Linked DNA regions of Rattus norvegicus: region 1 is linked to region 2. A link is a contact called in public Hi-C data. All regions are on one chromosome and are shown on one strand. The core of a region is the stretch at or near the end of the contact, and the rest is flanking DNA. Distances in the headings are between cores, read along the strand shown. Region 1 holds the start of Bc1 (brain cytoplasmic RNA 1). Region 2 holds the start of Fadd (Fas associated via death domain).

Evidence for each region. Hi-C and Micro-C count contacts between places; a contact is called where the count stands out from the background.
Region 1: a Hi-C map of frontal cortex shows a contact between it and region 2, with 2.9 times the contacts expected there. The contact joins the promoter of Bc1 here to the promoter of Fadd in region 2. A contact is called at or near these places in 8 of 12 Hi-C or Micro-C datasets (the A7r5 cell line, frontal cortex, hepatocytes and 4 more) and 1 of 1 datasets of contacts at active chromatin or transcription factors (oligodendrocytes).

Annotation. Positions count from the first base shown.
Region 1 is chr1:209,497,600-209,504,567 of GRCr8, reverse strand. It overlaps Bc1 (brain cytoplasmic RNA 1), which reads right to left and starts at 1,671. Exons shown (of 1, transcript NR_036653.2): 1 at 1,519-1,671. Lto1 (LTO1 maturation factor of ABCE1) reads right to left here and starts at 1,035. Exons shown (of 5, transcript NM_001107565.1): 1 at 610-1,035. The coding sequence starts at 914.
Region 2 is chr1:209,172,541-209,179,006 of GRCr8, reverse strand. Fadd (Fas associated via death domain) reads left to right here and starts at 4,078. Exons shown (of 2, transcript NM_152937.2): 1 at 4,078-4,401; 2 at 6,092-6,466. The coding sequence starts at 4,116. The coding sequence ends at 6,432.

The sequences.
Region 1 (6,968 bases), core at 422-2,921, 330 kb before region 2:
CCATCTCCGAGAGAAACCATGATACATATGGGCTTCGTTCTATGGCAAGCACTCTACTAAGCAAGCTACAGCCAGGCTGTATCATCTGTAACTGTGAGTTACATGAATGACTACCAAACCTGGCAAAGCACCAGAACCCACAAGGAAAATGTAAAGATACAAACTCAAGCAAGCTTGGAATACACTAGGAATCTACTTTTGAAAATGTAGGCGAGAGGGTAGATGCAACTGAGCCTACATGCCATCATAACTCAAGCTGTCTGTTTCTAAAACACTCCAAGGACCCAGGACTCCCGACACCTGTAGAGGTACAGAAAATGTCCCCAAGATCAATAGAGTATGCCACCACTGGGATGCTCTAAGTAGAAGGGTATTATTGTCTCTAAGAGTTCAGCCCTCAAACTGACGATAACTTGCTGCCTGCACTGTAGAAGGAATGCTCTGGAAGCCCCATGTGAGGCAGTGAACAGTTCCCCATTTACGGGTTGGGGGGTTTAAAGGGCGCTTGTGGCCCCGCATCTGCCAGGACTCCCTAAGCCGAGCTTGAGCAGTCACCCGGGGAGGTACCCAACCCACAATGAGCAGCCGGCCTGGAGAGGCCAAGATGACCTGGGCCACCGCCCCGCCCAGGCGTTCCCTGTGGACTTTTCAGGATCCAAAGGGGCCTGTCCGACATATCCATCAGCAGATTCATGAATACCGCCGTATGTGCGGCAATTAAAGGACAAGAAAAAGTGGCAGCTCGCAGATGGCGAAGGCGGGTATCCCCGAGGACGGCACAGCAGCTGCCGGGGCGGGGCGGAGACGGATCTCTCTGCCCACCTCTCATCCGCCATCACGACGGCGTCAAATATGTCCTGCTCCATGGCCATGGCGGTGTCTCGGCTCTCCCCGGGTCCTCGCACTCCTGTCATTTTGTGTAGCAATCGCCAGCCGGCGAGACACGAGCACAAATGCCCAGATTGAAGAAGCCACTTCCGTTTATGCCGCGCGGAGCAGGGCGGGTAAGGACGGCAAGCTAAAGAAGCCAAAAAAAAAAAAAAAAAGCCCACCTCTCTACGCATGCGTAGGTAATATGTGGGCGGGGCTAGCCCGAGTGAAGCCTTGCTCCTCCTCCCTGGCACGGCTGGTTCAGTGGTGGGTGGGGTCGGGCCAATCCCTTGGGGCGTGTCCTCTGGGTCGCGCGCGGGGCCCAGATGAATCCTGCTTTTATTTCCAAAATCCAAACAGATGGAACCTAATTCACAAACATGGGTCTTAAAGAAATAAGAAAAGTTATCAAAGATTTGGCACAGGGGCGTTCCCAGGAAATCCAGGAAGGGCCCTAGGGGCAGGCTTCAAGGAGGGAGGAGCATCCGGCATCTTCCACTGTCACCGGGCTGTCAATCATCGCATCTGTACACTGCACGGGAGCTTCCCTGCGGACTGGAAACGATTTGATACTGCGATATCCTAAAGGGCAGATAATAAATATTGCCCCCAGCCATGAAAATGCCCTTGGGGGTCTTTGAAAATGAAAAAGGTTGTGTGTGCCAGTTACCTTGTTTTTTTTTGGTCTTTTTGTTATTTTGTCTTTTTTTTTTTTTTTTTTTTTTTCGGAGCTGAGGACCGAACCCAGGGCCTTGCGCTTGCTAGGCAAGCGCTCTACCACTGAGCTAAATCCCCAACCCCGAACGTTAGCTCTTGCTGCCAGTATTTAAAGCAAAACTGAAGTATTTCATACACAGTCAAGTATCAGATGGTACCGAAGGGCTGGCCGGCAGGAGGAGCCACTTTGTCCAAGCGCTCCAATCCCATAGGCACCCACATTCCAAAAAGCAGAAACTGAAGTTAGCTTTCTCATTTACATCAGAGATACCTTCCAAAATATAGTTTAAAAAAGTATTCCAAAGTACAGTAAATTCCTTAGACAACAATTGCTAACAAGTTGATCAGCTTCTGTATGAAAGAGACCAGAGACACAATATAATTGATTGGAGGGCTAAGTGAACACACACACACACATACACACACACTCCAGGGATTCTACCTCCAATCTGAATTTCATATATACAAATGAATCCTTAACTCTAACATGGTGCTCTTTGAAAATGAGAGCTCCTGTGCAGAGAGAAGTTTGAGTCTCACAACCAGTATGGTTGCCTGTTGACTGGAGAACAGACTAGAAAGGACAAAGGTGAAGTCTCCTAGGAGTAAAACTTCACATGATAAAAATAGAATCACAAGCTCGGGGGAGGATAGAGCAGTAAGCACTCCACATGATAGGAAAGTATTGGTTTGTCAGGAAAACAAAGTCCTGTGAGGCCCTCACACCCTGCTCACGCTGCTCACGCTGCGCATGCTGCTCACGCTGCTGTTCACTTACACCAAGTAAAGAGCTAACCATAAAAAAGAAAAAGGAGGCAGGAGGCCAGGTCTGGTGGCAAAGACTTTCCTTTAATCCCAGTACTTGGGAAGTTGAGGCAGGTGGATCTCTGAGAGTTCAAGGCCAGCCTGGTTTATAAACAGAGTTCCGGGACAGCCAGGGCTACACAGAGAAACCCTGTCTTCAGAACTTAAAACCAGAAACAAACAAACAAAATCCAAAAAAAAAAAAAAAAGAAAAAAGAAAAAAGAAAAAAGAAAGGAAAGGAAAGAAGCTGGAGGATTCCTCAGTAGAAGAGGCACTTTTCAGTGGGTGAGGGTAGGGTGAGTTTGAAACAGCATCCCTATGTGCTAGTCTTGAACTCCTGACCCTCCTGCTCCACCTTCTGAATGGACAGATGATAAGTGGTCAACCAAATAGAGTTGAAAACCTCATATGCCTGCTACCCTCAGGGAGTGGAAAGGGCTGAGCGCATCTTGCACCCAACCTGGGCTAGGATTACAGGACTGTATGCCCCGGGCATAGCTTCCAGATGTTACTTTAAACAACTAGGAGTCATGCTGGAAAAAAAAAAACAACCTATTTTAACTAGCTAAGCACCACTGCTTTAGGCTCAGAGTGGGATAAACAAAATTCAACACCAAGGAGCAGTATTCTTTGTGCTACAGTTAAAACAATGGTGCATGTGTTTGATAAAGAAGTTAAGGAGGTGGGTACAAAACTGAGTCATCCTGGAAGTGGGGACAGTGGCTCCCACTTGTCAGCCCCGTGTGAGAAGCTGAAAGAAGAGAACTGCTGTGAATTTGAGGCCAACCTGGGCTACAGAGTGCATTCCAGGCTGGTCTGGGCAAAAGAATGAGACCATATCTCAAAACACAAAATAAAATTGTTTAGAAATAGATAAATGAATGAGTAAATTCATCCTGATAGGGAAAATAGCAAGCTAATGGGCCTTTTGTATGTCACCAAACTGAGCAACAGGTGTCTGGCCTTTAAATTGGGTAGCATCCCATAGGAGCAGAAGGAACACTGGGAAAGGGCAGTCAGAAGCAGCACGTGCCTTCTGAGGGGTTTGAAATGCCCCTAGCCCTCTGTTTTGGCAGAATTAAAGGGAACTTTTCATTGCTCTCCAATGTATCAATTTGAGCTGACTTTTGGTCAGATGGTTCAAAAGGATGAAGAAGGTCATTTGAAAGTCTGGCCCCTTTGACCTGGTGGTTTATGGGTTTTGTCTGAAGGAAGCAGTCAGAGAAGAGTGGAGATTTTACATCCTACAATGAGCATTATGGTGAGACTTGTAAAACCTGGCTGGATTTGGTGACAGCCATGGAGAGCAATGCTGTCAGGCACTGGGAGATTCCCATAAGTTCACACAAGAAAGATGACAAGTGTTAACCATGGCCAGACCAGGATTCGGGAATCCTTATGACTTCCTCCTGTGTGTTCTTGTCCGTGTTTACATAGTGAACATCACTTACTTCTGGATGATAAAACCCCCAAAGACATGTATATTTTAAAGGTAAAATGAGGTACTTCTGTGCTATTTCCTAAATCTCTTTTACATTTTTACTTTTTTTAAATAACCAAATAAAGTCACAAAACGCTCATAATATTGAGAATGGGGAAAAAAAGGAGCAAGCAGAATAATGTATTTCTCCAGCCCTCTGATCACCCCTTTCTTTTTGTTAACACTGTTAATATTGTTATGGGTTTTCCCCCATAAATTTATATGCCGTCCAATGTACCCAGCTTTATGCTTTCAACATGCCTCCAGGACAATTCGCTTATTCTTGTGTGTTTAAAATACAATCCTGAGGATAAAAGTTATTAGCTGAAATAAAATAAAATGTAGCTTTTGCCATAAGGAAATAGTCATGGCAGGAAGTGTGTGGGAAAACATATATATCACAAAGACCCAAACTATTGATTCTGACCCTTGGTTCAGAACATGGCTTTGGTGAAACTCACCCTGCCCAGTTTGGTTTCCGTCCTAAACATGTTTTGAATCCAGCTTGTCTCAACACCAGGAGCAAAGAGACCCTTTATACAGACTTGAATCTTCAATACCATGTTTGCAGGTTGCTTGATTCTCAATAAGGTCCAGACTTTAAATATGGGACCTTAAAAGCAGGAGGGGGGGCTGGGGGCGTGGCTCAGTGGCAGAGCACTAGCCTGGCATTCACAAGGCCCTGGGTTCAATGCCCCGTACACTCAAAGGAGTTTCCAAAGACCCAGAATTAGTACCTTTTTTAAGGTACAAATATTATTGATCTCTAGATTCTTAATGTAGGTTTCAAACTTGATGTTCATTTTAGCAACCTGAACATATTAAAACTGGGTGGGAAAATTCTGAAACACTTTTGCTGATGGCAGGTTTTGGAGAAACTCATGTGACAGCCACTTGTGTAACACCGGAGAATCACAGCCCAAATGATAACACTGGACAGGACAGGCGGGATGAGAGTGCTGGGGAGGGTCAGTGGCAGACCACCTAAGCATGTCCTCAGGTGTCTGGAGAGCTGTGTGTGTTCTATTTAGCCAGCGGTTTCAAAATGCTTTCACTGCACTGAGGGTATGGCTCAGTGGCAGGGCACTTGCCCAGCATATGTAAGGCTCCCGGTTCAATCCCCAGTTACTAGCATAAAATTATTAATATTACATTTTTGGACAAATGCATAAAGGAGATGGTACACCAGCTTCCGGAAATCCACTACACTAAAACTACATAGTTTTTAAAGGGTTCATCCTCATATTTTTTAAGATTCAGAGAAAAGTGAAGACGATCAAAGTCAAAAGCAAATTCCTCCAAGTTCCACATTGAAATGTGCTCACTACAGTAATTGATATTAATTGTTGCTTTGTTTGTTTGTTTTGTTTAGTTTGAGACAAGGTCTTTGTAGCCTGGGCTGGCTTCAAACTCAGGGCAATTCTCCTGCCTCATCTTCTGGAGTTCTGAGGTTACAGGTGTCAGTAATCATGCCTGGTTTAGCAGTTGACTTCTTTTTTCAATGTTATATCTGCAACAAAAATAGTAGGCAAGTAGCAAACCGAACCTGGCCATGGGGACCGCCCTACAGTGATTAGCCTGGAACCATCCATTTTGTTAAAAGGAGGACTAACAAATTACAACAACGATGGGCCATTTGCTCTGATTTTAGTTCAAGAAGAAACCCTAGAAGTATAAACAGGCTTTCAGACAGTGTTAAGAGGCAGAACTCTTGGAATCACATGGTAGCACTGGATGATGGAATGTTTTTCTTTATGTGTCCTGGATCTTCTCATTTGACAATGTGCTCTTTACCTTTGTGGACTCCGGTAAGACTTCCATACTCAGTAAAGGAAAAACACAAACAACCCTTAAATTCTTAACAGGAAGTCACTAAATAACCGTTCACTTTAAATGGCTACTTCACGGAGAAATGACAACACAATTGGGAAGAAGAGGCAACTGGGAGGGGAAACCAAGGGTCCAGAACCATTTGGGCTTTCTCCATAAACCCCCTTCCTGAAACTTCCCCAAAAGGAAGTCCCAGAAAGCCGGTCAGGAAGTGCCCTCTTCTACCGGCCTGCTGGGGAACCCAGCACAGCACAGGACGGTGGGTGTAAAAGAGTGTATTGCTGAGTACCTTCCGGGCTACGAAGAGGCCTGGCTAGCAGGGGCATCTCCGACTTGCACAGCCCTAAGGCTGCAAACACCTTGGGCAGGGTTGACTAGGACCAAAGGTGTCATCTGTGCTCTGCTGAGGAAGGCAAGGCTCTGAACTCCAAACGGGGAAAAGAAGCTGAGCCTTCCCCCAAGAGCCTAGGCTGTTCTTGGGGAGGTCCTGCTCCACTTAAATAGAGGCAGAAGGACTCCAGGAGCCCAGACCTGCTGTGCATCCCCGGGATGTCATGACTTGGTTCTGTGACGAATATCTGACAGAAAGAAGGTAGGAAGGGTTAGTTTGGCTCCTGCTTTAGGAGGGTGCAGTCTATCATGGCGGTTAAGGCCTGACTGAGGGTTGGAAGTCACTGGAAGCAAGAGCTTGCAGTAGTTTCTCACATCTTGGGAATCAGGAAACAGAAAGCCAGATCCAGAACTCATATCCTTCGAGGCCTGCTTCTAGGATCCTTACCCCTAAGGTCACACTGTGTTAAGACAGCCCTACCAAATGGGGAAGTAGTCCAACATGGGAGCTTGTGGGGTACGATTCACCGTCAAGCAGTGATGACGGTTCTGAAGTAATACACCCAGTGGGATGTCAGCGTGGACTCCCGAATCTCTACTTCCCCACCAGGGACAAGGGTGCCACCCTGAGGCAAGCAGCAGAACAGAGCTGAAGACGTGAGCTTGGAGACAGACCATCTGCTCAGTCTACTGGCCAGAGTTGATCACATGTCCCATTCCCAAACAGCAAGGAAGCTTGGGAAATGGAGTTCGAGATAGTGAATCTAGTAGGACCTGCTTAATGTGCTATTATTGTAGTTCTTCCCTTAAACCTTGGCAGTGCGTGGCTTCTCAAGTTTAAGAAGGCGAGAACCACCTGTTGGGACGAAGTCTATGATCCCAGCACTTGGTAAGTGCAAGCAGGAGGATCAGGAGCTAGCGGCCATCCTTGTATAC
Region 2 (6,466 bases), core at 2,829-5,328:
CTGAAGCCTCTATCCCTTCATGTCCCTTACTCTTCCCTGACCACCATGCTGACTCCAGCCAGGGCTGGCCTCTTTCTGTTGGTGGCTGCTGCCCTCTGCTGGCAACCCTAGGATCTGCACCCAGGGAGCATGAACCATATCCTTGGTGCAAATAATGCTTGGTGCAAATAAAAAGCATACATTCCCTAAAGTTTCAGGTCCCAATGGGACCCTGTAGACTTAGTTCTAAGTTGGTCCAGACACCCTCAGTCTGAAAAATCCAAGACAGAAATACAGTGCCAGCCTTGACCCCCACCCCTTCCTCTGAGGCACGCCAGGCAGATCTCCCAACCTGGGGCCTTATCTTCACTACATCTGTGAAACCTTTTTTACTCAGCAGGCCTTCATGGGCATCCATCCAGGGACCAGGACTAAGCCTGGGTGTCACCAGTTGAGAATTAAGAGGAGGCTTCTAGAACATGCTGTTCCCTGCAGCATCAGAGGCACCAAGTTCCCTTCTAGGTGTGGCAGGTACACACCTTCAGTCCCAGCATTCCAGAGACAGAGGCAGGTGGATCTCTGTGAGTGCAGGCCAGCCTGCAGTACATAGTGAGACCCAGCCTCAAACAAACGAACAAAACAGCAACACCTCCACAAGGAAAAGCAAGGAATGGCAGAGCTCAGGAAAGCTCCCGCCTAGTATTAGTGGAACAACAACACAAAAGACAGAAAAGACAAAGAAACTTAGAGACAGACAACCCTAGAGAGGAAGGCAAGAGTTCTGACCATCGTCAGCACAAACAAGGGTGAGTTTACCTCCACTAAACCAGTAAGGGGTGCTCAAGCCCTTCCTCCTTCCTCTCTCCTTCCCTCCTCACGTCTCCCCTTCCTCCCTCTCTGTTCCTTCTTCCTTCTTTCCTCCTCTTCCTGTCCTGCCTTCCATCTACCCCCTTTCTTTCTCTTCCTTTCTCTACCTTCTTGTTTTTGTTTGTTTGTTTTAGATAGGGCTTCTCTGTGTAGCCCTGGCTGACCTAGAACTTACTCTGTAGACCAGGCTGGCCCAGAGCTCCACCTACCTCTGCCTCCTGAATGCTGGGATTAAAGGTGTGCACCACCACTGCTGGCTCTCTTCCTCCCTCTTTGTGTCTGTTGGGAAGGCCTCCAGCTCATCTTGGTTCAGGGACTCCTTCTTCATGAGGACCTTCTTCCAGGAAACCTTGCTCTCCCTGCTGTGAGAGCAGCCAAAGTGGACTACCATTGGTGCATGGCCAGAGACTAGGGATTGCATATGCCCCAGGCATTTCACAGCCAGGGTAGGACCTGGGCTCTGTAGCTCCCTGATTCTGTGTTCCCTCTTCTCTTCTGGACAAGGATGATGGAGGTCCTTCTTGAGAGACATGCTCTGGTCACCACCACCAGAGAGGCTTTTCCCCACACTTTATTAACACAATAAGAAGAAAAACACGGGCTGGAGAGATGGCTCAGCGGTTAAGAGCACTGTCTGCTCTTCCAGAGGCCCTGAGTTCAATTCCCAGCAACCACATGGTGGCTCACAACCATCTGTAAGGGGATCTGATGCCCTCTTCTGGTGTGTCTGAAGACAGTGACAGTGTACTCACATATATACAATAAATAAATAAAGGTCTTTTAAAGAAAAAAAAAAGAAGAAAAACACATGCACCTGACTTCATCAAAATTATGAACTTTTTAATTGCAGGATCTTATGAGCAGACTGAAAAATAGTGTGCACAACGTGTGTGTTGGGGGGAGGGTTACACATGAGATTGACACCCAGAACAAAAAATAACCTGGACCTGGTGGTGCACACCTGCAATCCCAGTATCTGGGAGGTGGAGGCAGCAAGATCAGAAGCTTAAGGGTCGGGGTTGGGGATTTAGCTCAGTGGTAGAGCGCTTGCCTAGGAAGCGCAAGGCCCTGGGTTCGGTCCCCAGCTCCGGAAAAAAAGAAGAAGAAGAAGAAGAAGAAGAAGAAGAAGAAGAAGAAGAAGGAGGAGGAGGAGGAGGAGGAAGAAGGAGGAGGAGGAGGAGGAGGAGGAGGAAGAAGAAGAAGAAGGAGGAGGAGGAGGAGGAGGAAGGAGGAGGAGGAGGAGGAGGAGGAGGAGGAAGAAGAAGAAGAAGAAGAAGAAGAAGAAGAAGAAGAAGAAGAAGAAGAAGAAGAAGAAGAAGAAGCAGCAGCAGCAGCAGCAGCAGCAGCTTAAGGGTCATCCTGAGCTACATGGTGCAAAGGGGAGTAGTTCCCGAGAAGCCTGGGCTATGAGATCTTGTTTCAAAACTACCATAGTAGAAAAACTATGCACTCAACACATTCATTGCCAGTGTCTGTCCAGGAATCCCCAGACTTTCCAAATTGGATTCTGACTATTGAGGTTTCTAGCTTCCGGGATTGGGAACCTGGTTCTCTGCATTTGCAGGGTGCAGACTCTCAGCCCCCTCAAGTAAGCCAGCCAATAAATCTGCTGCTATTGTCTGCTCCTGTAAAGAACCCTCCCCACCTAGTAAAAATGTGTTGGGGTCCTGAGGGGGTTGTGTGCACATGACTGTAGTACCCAGCAGAGACCAGCAGAGGGCCTCTGATTCCCCGGTCTGTAGTTACAGACAGTTGTAAGCAGTCCTGCAGGGCTGTCTGCAACCAAACTCAGATCCTCTGGAAGAGTAACGAGCGATCTTAACCCCCGAGCCACCTTTTCAGCCCCCATTTGCCATTCTACACAGCCTCGGGTGTTTATCTGAGTTACATAGTGAGACCCTGTCTGGAAAAAAAAAAAAAAAGCACGGAACTTTAAATGGGCAAATTATAAGTCATTTTAAAGAAATGTAAGGGGTTGGGGATTTAGCTCAGTGGTTGCTAGCCCACTTGCCTAGCAACCGCAAGGCCCTGGGTTCGGTCCCCAGCTCCGAAAAAAAGAAGAAAAAAAGAAATAAATGTAAGCCAACTCTGAAGGGCACACTGTGCACAACTGAGTCTCACTAACCCTGGAGCTCACTAACCTTTCCGCTAGAGTGCCTGGTCACTGAGCACCAGGAATTCACCCGTCTCTGCCAGAGTTGGAGTTACAGACAGGCATCACCTTGTTCAGCTTTCTATGTGGACACCAGGATCTGAACTCAGGTCCTCAGGCTTGTGCAACAGGCACTTTCTTTCTTTCTTGTTCTTTTTTTTTTCGGAGCTGGGGACCGAACCCAGGGCCTTGCGCTTCCTAGGTAAGCGCTCTACCACTGAGCTAAATCCCCAGCCCCCAACAGGCACTTTCTAACTCATACACAGTACCTGTGCGTGGCTGCGGAATCATAGTGTATTGTTAATGAAAGCTCAAAGCAAGGCAGTTAGCATCTCTACAACCTCCGGCACGCATCAACTTTTTCTGATGAGAATATTCCAGATACTCTCTTCTACTGATTTAATATACACACGACTGGGCCGGCGAAATGATTCTGCGGTTAAGTGCATTATGTTGCTCTCACGGAGACCCTGGACCCACGCAAGAGATCACATCAAAAGGAACTCTACTCCTACGGGATCCGCGCCCGTTTCTGTCCTTCGAGGGCACTGAACTCCTGGGAGCACTAAACAGAGGCTCATATATGTAAAAAATATTTAATGTTTTTGTATGTACGAGCATTTTATCAGCACACCACATGTGTGCTTGCCAGAAGAGGGTGTCAAAGCCACTGGAACTGGAATTACAGGTGGTTGTAAGTCATCATGTGAGTGCTGGGAATTGAAGCCCTGAATCGTCTCTCCAAGCCACAAGTAAACCTTTTTTTTATGATGATAGAAAGTGATCCGGCCGCAGTAGGCATCTGCAGCTGCTCTCCCAGCCCCCCACATAGTAGGGCAGCACAGCTCCTCAGAGCCCCAAGAGGATCCACGTTACGGTACTGGCGAATGAAATCTGTTCCGCGCCAGGGCGAGAAACATCGCGAGTACGGGCGGAAGCCAACGCGGCTTAGCTGTCCAAGATACTGCGACAGCGGATGCCAGCCCTGGCGGAAGCGGGTACGGCAACACCCGAGGCGCATGCGTGTGATTTAGACTTCTCGCGAGACGCTAGGCGGGAAAGCATAAGGTGATTTCCTCTGTGGGATCTCTGAGGAGTACCCCGGCGTACCACTGCCATGGACCCATTCCTGGTGCTGCTGCACTCGCTGTCCAGCAGCCTGTCGGGCAACGATCTGACGGATCTCAAGTTCCTGTGCCGCGAGCGCGTGAGTAAACGAAAGCTGGAGCGCGTGCAGAGTGGCCTGGACCTGTTCTCGGTGCTGCTGGAGCAGAACGATCTGGAGCGCGGGCACACCGGGCTGCTGCGCGAGTTGCTGGCCTCGCTGGGCAGACACGACCTACTGCAGCGCCTGGACGACTTCGAGGCGGGGGCGACGACTGCTGCAACCCCGGGGGAGGCAGGTGGGCTGAGGGCGGGAGGAGGCCGAGGAGGTAGTGGGAGACCCACGGGGCGGGGAATGAGCAGGGAGGCCTGGCCTTAGTGCACCCTCTGCTTGCTGCAGCTGGGACGGACTCTAGGGCACGCCCACTTCTTTCTGCCGTGCGAGCCGGAACTTGGGAGTACGAACTTGGGAGGACGCGTTTCTAACCTGCAGTGCCGAGGTTAAACCCAGGGTATTGATCGTGCTAAGCAGGCACTCTCCTACCTACCACTTACCCAACCCCAAGACAAACTCGCCTCAGACCTGCAGTGCTTGGTTAGAAAACTCAGCTAAGAAATGGGTGTGGCCAAGGCACCTTAACCCCAGTGAGGGTAGGGTTGAAGAGTGGGCAGAGGTCACCTGTGCCTGCTGCTCGGCACCATTTCCGTAGTGGGAGTGTCTGTGCAAGCAGTGCTCTTCCTGGTCAGAGAAGGACTGCGCAGCTGAGCTCTGTGGTGCAGAATGCAGTGTCCGGTTATTGGCAGTTACTTCTGTTTTGTGTAGAAGGGAGGCACTGTGGCTTCCCATAACTCACAGTGGATACTGGTCACAACCGAGCAACACCAGTCTGGCCTTGGGGTGTAGATACAGGTTAAGCCTATATTAGACCCTTTATCACTTGTGGCAAATATTGGAGAAGCCATTTAAAGGGGCAAAGGTGCTCTTGGTTGGCTGGCTTTTGGTCTGCAGGAAAACAGGAAATCAAAGCATTTGGAGGGCATGTGGACCAAAGTTGATTACCTCATGGCTGCCAGGCTGAGTAGCAGAATTACTTACTGGAAGGAGCTTGGGACAAAAGGCACTCCCTAGCAGCACAGCCCTTGTACTTCCTTACTTCCTGAGTAGGCTCTCTTAAGGTTTCCATCACCTCCCAGGAGCACCATCAGATTATGAATCAGTAGGCTGATCCACTGGAGAGCTCAGGGCTATCATGACCCCCCCCCCCTCTCCTTTCCACAGTTGGCTCCACCATTGAGGGACTAAACCTTCCTCATTAGGAGCCTTTGGAAAGACGTGTCATACCATGACCATAAGGGTCACCATAGTCAAAAACACTGCAGATAAGATCAGACCCCCCCAGCACTGACAGCACATGCTGTGACAGTCTGTGTCAGGCTCAGAACTATTTGATACATAAGAAAATGGGGTGGATATTCACATCTCCAAGGCATTCAAGTGTTTGTTATTATTGTAGGAATCCAGTAAGGGCTTCCCAGTCACTGCCCAGGGCTCCCTACAGAGGTGACAACTTGCTTATGTCTAGCAGGGGCTCCACAGTATGGCAGGGATGGGCCTTTCATGGTCTCCAGTCAAACCAGCAAAGGTCACAGTGCAGGATGTAGTTTTGGGGACTTTGGCCAACCCACTATTGAGTGGGGCGTTAGGGCAGCCCTGTATTTTTTTTCCCTCTGACACGCCAACCCTCCTTAGTTTCCAGTCTTCTAAGCTCTAACACACTGTGGCCCAGGCTGAGGGAGTGTGGCTGGGCAGATCAGGAGGCCACTGTGGGTCTCTTGAAGTAGCTCCAGGGCTACTGGGTGTCTGCCTGCACAGGACCTGACTGGCTTTAGTGATGTTGCCTTTGAAGTGCCCAGGTCCATGCTTGGTGGCCCACGGGGAGACTTGCCCCCAGCTCCTCAGTCAAGTCATGCTGCTGTTTTCCCTCCTAGATCTGCGGGTGGCATTTGACATTGTGTGTGACAATGTGGGGAGAGACTGGAAAAGACTGGCCCGTGAGCTGAAGGTGTCTGAGGCCAAGATTGATGGCATTGAGGAGAGGTACCCCCGAAGCCTGAGTGATCGGGTAAGGGAGACTCTGCGAGTCTGGAAGAATGTCGAGAAGGAGAACGCCTCGGTGGCTGGACTGGTCAAGGCACTGCGGGCCTGCCGGCTGAACCTGGTGGCTGACCTGGTGGAAGAAGCATTGATGGCCCAGGGATCTGTGAGCAAGAGTGATGATACATCCTCAGCGCTGAGGGATTCAACTGTGTCTTTCTCAGAAACACCCTGACAAGCCCGAGGCTCCTCTCAGGAGTCACTGTGGA